2 separate regions of the Macaca mulatta genome follow, and region 2 is linked to region 1. Evidence: chromatin contacts called from public Hi-C data. All regions are on one chromosome and are shown on one strand. Each heading gives the region's core, a stretch centred on a gene start, on an enhancer-like site or on the middle of the called end of the contact. The rest is flanking DNA. Distances are from core to core; before and after follow the strand shown.

Region 1 (3,464 bases), core at 287-2,786:
AAACTAAACAAAGTCCCTGCTCTTGTGGAAAGGGAAGAACATTCTACTGGAGGAGAAACAATAAAATAGGAGGTCATGTATCACTATAAGTGCTCTTAAAAAAAAAAAAAAAACAAATGAAATTAGCCAGGTGTGGAGGCACACGCCTGTAGTCCCAGCTACTCAGAAGGCTGAGGCGGGAGGATCGGTTGAGCCCAACCAAGCAGGTGGAGACTGCAGGGAGCTATGATTGCACCACTGCCCTCCAGCCTGGGTGACAGAGCAAGACTGTCTCAAAAAAAGAAAGAAAGAAAGAAAGAAAATGTAAAAGAGAACATGGGAATTCTACATAACATGTTCAGAGGAGACTTTCCGTTAAGATCAATTTTGTCTTTGTTCCACCGCTAACTGGGTGCCCCGAGAGACTCAGATTCTTCACCTTATCCAGGCTGTAAAAGGAGTTGAAGATTCGATGCAATTAAAGTGGAAGGTTTAGCAAATCCTTTTTAAAAATACATAATTACTCGAACAACATGGGTTTGAAATTAGCAAATCTTAATTCCCCGTGCAAATGTGAGTGATTTCCCACGTCCCTTACAGGAAGGTGAGAAACAGGAGGTGAGACTCAGGCTGGAGTCCCAGATGGGAGGAGCCTCCAACCAGTCCCATAGAAAACAGACTTTGGGCCTGGGGGAGGGACAGTGGCTCTCATGCACTTTGGGAGGCTTAAGTGGGAGGATCGCTTGGGCCCAGGAGTTCGAGACCTGCCTGCACAACATAGCCAGATCGTCTCTACAAAAAATTACAAAAATTACCCGGGTGTGGTGGTGCGCACCTGTAATCCCACCTACTCGGAGGCTGGGGCAGGAGAATCCCTTGAACCCAGGAGTTGGAGGCTGCAGTGAGCAATGATCGCACCACTGCACTCAAGCCTGGGCGACAGAGAGGCCGGGCACGGTGGCTCATGCCTGTAATCGCAGCACTTTGAGAGACTGAGGCGAGTGGATCGCCTGAGGTCAGGAGTTCGAGACCAGCCTGACCAACATGGTGAAACCCTGTCTCTACTAAAAATACAAAGAATTACCCGGGCGTGGTGGCACACGCCTATAATCCCAGCTACTCTGGAGGCTGGGACAGGAGAATCGCTTGAACCCTGGAGGCGATGGTTGCAGTGAGCCGAGATTGCACTCTAGCCTGGGCGACAGCGCGAGACTTCGCCTCAAAAAAAAAAGGCAAAAAAGAAAACAGGCTTGGTTCCTGCAGAGGCTTCCAAGGGAGCCTGGAATTGAAGAGGAGGAAAAAGGCTTCCCGGTGGGAGATTGACTTGGACCGTCTCAAGAATAGGGAGGAAGAAAAAAAGCCCAACTCGAAACCCCGCCCCCGGTTCCCTGAGTTACTTCAGGACCAGGAAAACTGTTACGTCACCGGAATCTAGCCAATCGCAGACGACAGAAGGAGGGCGTTCTGTTTGGTCTTTCAGCACACCAATCGGCGTACAGTTACGGCAGAAACAAAGACGCCCTGGCCAATGACAGAGGCCGTACGGCGGAAGTATACAAAAGGACTCCCGGGAACATGGCATCATTAGTCTGACCACAAGCTGACTGTCAGGTGCTTTGATCACAAGGCAGGCATCCTAGCGCAAGCCGCCGTTTTGAGGCAGAAGCCCGACGGGGCCCGTGTCCGAGATTAGGGAGGGGCCGGAAACGCAAACACAGGTCTCCCAGGAAGCAGGAGGCGTCACAGGTAGCTCCGCGGGCGGCCGCTGCAGCCCGCGGAGTTTGGCCAGAGAGAGGAGGAGGGCGTCCGGAAACGCCCGGAAGGGGCGAGGCCAGCGGCGGGGCGGGGCTTATGGAGATCGCTAGCTGGGCCTGAGGAGAAGACCGGGTTGGGAGCTGCGAGGGGCCGGGTTTAGCGGGGTGGGCGTGGCCGTCGAGGTGGGGCTTGGCGGGTCCGAAGGAACCTGGGGCAGAGCTGGAAGAGGGAAGGTCTTGGGGGCCCTAGGCCTGGGTCTGCGGGAGTCCCATCTAGCGGGATTCCGAGGCGGCGGCGGCGTCAGTCCAGGCCCTGGCCCGGGAGCTCATCTTGTCCCCTTTCGCCCCTCACGCCCCCCAGCTCTCGACTCTAGGCCCTGTCCCCTGAGCTCTGCCCTCGGATGTCCGACCGCCCGGAGCCTGCATGCGCCGTGGGGCGCCCCAGGACCAGGAGCTGGTGGGTCCGGGGCCCCCTGGGCGGGGGTCCCGGGGCGCCCCTCCTCCCTTGGGACCCGTTGTCCCGGTTCTGGTCTTTCCCCCGGATCTAGTATTCAGGGCGGACCAGCGGAGCGGACCCCGACAGCTGCTGACCCTCTATAACCCCACAGGAACTGCGCTTCGATTCCGAGGTAAAGGGATCGGCGCCTCGTGCAAGGGATCTGGGGGCTGGTGGCCGGGCACTGGGGGGCTGTGTTGGCTGGAGGAGTCAGATGGGTAGGGTTGGACGTCCAGCTTTGGTGGACTGGGAAAGTCATGTCCAGCCTGCCGGGCAGAAGGCAGAGGGGACTCAAATGACCCACATGGCAGGGCTTGTCTGTGTGTGTCTCTGTCCCCCAGTCCTGTGCACAGCACCTGCCAAATACACGGTGTTTGACGCAGAGGGATATGTGAAGCCTCAGTCTTGCATTGACATGTGAGTGAGCTGGGAGGGTGGGGAGGCTTATGGAAGCCAGAGGTCGCTGCCACCTGTTGTCTGAGGTCTGAGACCTTGCCCTCTTTCACCTGTTTGCCCTACCCTCTGTCTGTGCCCCTAAAGGAGAGACTTCTGGGGGGGAGGCTCAGATTTCCTAGGATTACTGCCTCTCACTCGTTTCACCCCAATGGGCTTCTCTCCTACCTTGGGACCAGTGTGATTCGCCATGTGGCACCCATTCCCAGCCACTATGATGTCCAGGACCGCTTCCGTATTGAGCTGTCTGAGGAAGGAGCTGAGGGCCGCGTGGTGGGACGCAAGGACATTACCTCTGTTCTGAGAGCCCCAGCGTACCCCCTTGAGCTTCAGGGACAGCCGGATCCAGCGCCTCACCCAGGGCCTCCTGCTGGGACACCACCACCCACGGCCAGACACTTCCAGGAACGTGAGTTGGGAGACGGGGATCTTGAGTTCTGTAGGGAGGCAGGAACTAGCATCTCCCTAGAGATGAGATAAACTGGATTTGAAGAGTAAGTCTCCTGGTTCAGTCTTTTGTCTTTTGGTGGAAACATTCCTCCGAGTTGAGATTTTATATCAGGTGAGAGGGAAAAAGACTTACAGCTTCCTCAGTTTCTGACTTCTACTTAGAGGAAAAAGTTCTTCCTTGACTGTAACCGCAGTACTTCCTATCGTGTTGTAGCTCAGTTCAGTTCAATAAGAAACCTGTATTGAGCAATTAACCCTGTACCAACTTGTGTACTGGGTTTGAGATCAAGAGAGGTCCCTGCGTGTCAGGTCCACAGAAGAGAGAAAATGAA
Region 2 (3,228 bases), core at 238-2,737, 83 kb after region 1:
GGTCTACCCCCAAATCCTTCCCAATGACACGAAAGACCGCTGGGGTACCAAGACCTACAATCTAAGAAAATCAGATTAGAGCTGGCTAGCCTGGTGGAGGGTGGCTAGCCTAAGTCTGCAAAGGGCACAGGAAAGATGGGAAGGAGAAAGAACCCCAAATCCCCCATGTCGACAGCAAAGAAGAGACCCTTACTGGTACCACCGATGGTGTTTCCATGCCAAAGGCCAGGGGTTGGCGGGGTTCTAAATCGAAACTGCTATATGGACTCGAAGGGGCAGTGCAAAGAGGATGGGAAAGCTGACGATCTTCCAGAACAACACTTTGAAAGGCAAGAGGGAAGTAAGGCTTGGGTGATTGGAAAAAAAAAAAAATTCAATCCAACTAACAAGTCTTTATGTAGCATCTCCCAGTTCCTGGCACTAGGATACAACAGACCTAGAGTCTCACCGGGAAAGCGAGTAATGACTGTGTAACAGAGGAGACAAACAAGGGGCTCTTAAAAAGTTACTTGGAAATTTTTTTTTTTTAAGGCAAGGTGTGAGAGCTGTGGCCAGGGAGCTGCTGCACCGAGGGTCATGAGCTGGGAAGGGCCTGGCCTGGGACGGGGAGGGAAAGCAGTCTCTACTATGGAAGGTGTTTCCCGCGGTTGTGCAACTGGGAAGGAGACCCCAATGACCCAGCACTAAGATCGCCGGAGCGAAAGGAAACGGAGGTGAGGAGGACTCAGGCGAGGTGCCTGGGTGGAGGAGAAGGCTTCCATGTTGGCCAAAGTCGTGGAAAGCTTGGACTTGGGGAACTGCAAGGCCCAGCTCCTTCCGAGGGGAACCCAAAGGCGCGCTGGGGAGAACTCCGGGGAGCGCGGGGCCCGGACACCTTAGGACGCTAGGGTCGGGGGCCCCCAGGCGGCCCACAGCAGGGCTTGGCAGAGGCCCGGGGGCGACCGTTAGGAGCGCGGGGGTGGAAGGCGGCGGGCCGGCCCGGGAGGACGGCGTGCCCTTCAGGGAGGGGCGCCAGGTGCGCGGGGGTCGAGCGGTCGCCCCCCAAGCCGGGCGCCGGCCTCCTGGGGCCTCCCCGAGGCTGGCCGGCTCTGGGGGAGGGTCCCGGCGGCGGGGAGGGGCCGGAGCGGGCGGGAGGGCGGGCGGACGCACCGGGCGGCGGCGGCGGCGGCCTCGGGGAGGAGACGGGGGAGGGTCCTCGTCGGCGGCCCGCGCGCTGGCTCCAGCGCTTCGCTAGCTCGCGGGCTCGGCGCGGCCGCCGCGGCGTCGGGGGCGGGCCTGCCCCGGGGCCGGGCTGTGAGCTGGGGGCCGCGGGAACGCCGGGCGCTTACCGCGGGCGGCGCAAGGGTCCGGTCCGGGGCGTGGGCGGCGCGCGGCGGGCTGGGGCCGGGGACGGCGGCGGCGACGGGGGAGGGGACGCTGGCGCTCCCGCGGCGGCCGCTCCTCTGTGTTTGTGTTTGTAGCAAGATGGCTGCCCGCCTCGCACCACGTGACGCGGACGCGGGGCCGCGGGGCCGCCCCCTCCTCCGCCGCCGCCGCCGCCGCCGCCTCCCTCCGCGGCTCCGGCCTGCGCCGCCTCTCCTCGTGCGCTCCTCGCGTGCCCCGCGCGCCGCTGTCCGGACGCCAGTCGCCCCCGACGGCCCCCACCTTCCCGCCCCGGCACGTGACCCGGGCGCCCGGCTGGTCACGTGACGTGGGCCCCTAACTGCGGGCGGGGTCGGCCCCGGAGCGGCCCCTTCTCCCCCACCTCCTCCGACCCTGCGACGCGCGACCCTTGGAACCGAGGCCGCGGCCTCCCTGGCGGTCCAGTTTCCTCCAGGAAGCCCACCTGGATGACAGGAGACAATAAAATCCAGAACCCTTCATCAGGCGTCCTGGGATGTGTGAAATAAGTGGCTCAGGCAGATGAGTTGACTCTCAAGAGCCTCTTTTATTTTTTTTTCTTATTATTTATTTAATTATTGAGACAGCGTGTGGCTCTGTCGCCCAGGTTGGAGTGCAGTGGCGCGATCTCAGCTCACTGCAACCTCCACCTCCCGGGTTCAAGTGATTCTCGTGCCTCGGCCTCCCGAGTAGCTAGGATTACAGGCACACACCACCAAGTTCGGCTAAATTTTTGTATTTTTAGTAGTGAAGGGGTTCGCCATGTTGGCCAGGCTGGTCTAGAACTCCTGACCTCAAGTGATCTGCCTGCCTCGCCCTCCCAAAGTGCTGGGATTACAGGCGTGAGCCACCGCGCCCGGCCTCTGTATATTTATTTTTTTGAAGCAGGGTCTCACTCTGTCACCCAGGCTGCAGTGCACTAACCCGATCTCGGCTTACCGCAACCTCCAACTGCCATGTCTCAAGCGATCCTCACATCTCAGCCCCCGGAATTGATGGGACTATAGGTGTGCATCATTGTGCCCAGATAACTTTTTTATTCTCTGTAAAGATGGGGGCAGGTGGCGTGTCTCACAACATTGCCCAGGCTGGTCTTGAACTCCTGGCCTCAAGGGATCCTCCTGCCACAGGCTCTTGAATAGCTAGGACTACATCCGTGTGCCACCACACCCAACTAATTTTTAAAGTTTCTTGTTTGTGTGTTTTCCAAGACAGAGTCTTGCTGTCACCCAGGCTGGAGTGCAGTGTCGCGATCACAGTTCACTGCATCCTCTTGCCCCCTGGGCTCAAGCAATCCTCATGCCTCAAGTGCCCTGAGTAGCCAGGACTACCAGGGCACACCACCACACCCAGCTAACTTTTTTTTTTTTTTTTTTTTTTTTTTGTAGAGACAGGTTTCCCCCATTTTGCCCAGGCTGGTCTTGAACTCCTGGACCCAAACGATCTTCCTCCCAAAGTCCTGGGATTACAGGCATGAGCCACCATGCCTGGCCTCTCAAAAGTCTCTGTTTCTCTTACAGAAAGATGTTAACACTGCTCTGCGCCCCACCCCCGACCCCCAACTCCACACTCTTCAGTGAGTGCTGTAAGAATTAAAATAAGTGAATGTGAAAGGCTTTGACAAGAGAGAAACTGCTATGCAAATGTGAGGTGACTGAAACCCCCTTTGTTTAAAAAGAGGACTTTTCAAGAACGACTGGCTGAACTTTTTCAGAGCTGCAAAGTTCCGCGTATGCTTTCACCTTTTTCATTGGAAGTTACTCCAGAATGTATACCTTACTGCTGTCGCCCAACACAATGTAATCCTCAAAACAAGGAAAAGGTAAGTTCATGACCTGGAATTTGAGT

What was found. Hi-C and Micro-C count contacts between places; a contact is called where the count stands out from the background.
Region 2: a contact with region 1 is called in a Hi-C map of liver, with 2.9 times the contacts expected there. The contact joins the promoter of GIGYF1 here to the promoter of MOSPD3 in region 1. A contact is called at or near these places in 2 of 14 Hi-C or Micro-C datasets (blood and liver).

What each region holds. Positions count from the first base shown.
Region 1 is chr3:47,818,618-47,822,081 of T2T-MMU8v2.0, forward strand. It overlaps MOSPD3 (motile sperm domain containing 3), which reads left to right and starts at 1,537. Exons shown (of 6, transcript XM_077996398.1): 1 at 1,537-1,590; 2 at 2,095-2,362; 3 at 2,571-2,646; 4 at 2,862-3,091. The coding sequence starts at 2,158.
Region 2 is chr3:47,901,490-47,904,717 of T2T-MMU8v2.0, forward strand. It overlaps GIGYF1 (GRB10 interacting GYF protein 1), which reads right to left and starts at 1,488. Exons shown (of 26, transcript XM_077996416.1): 1 at 1,329-1,488.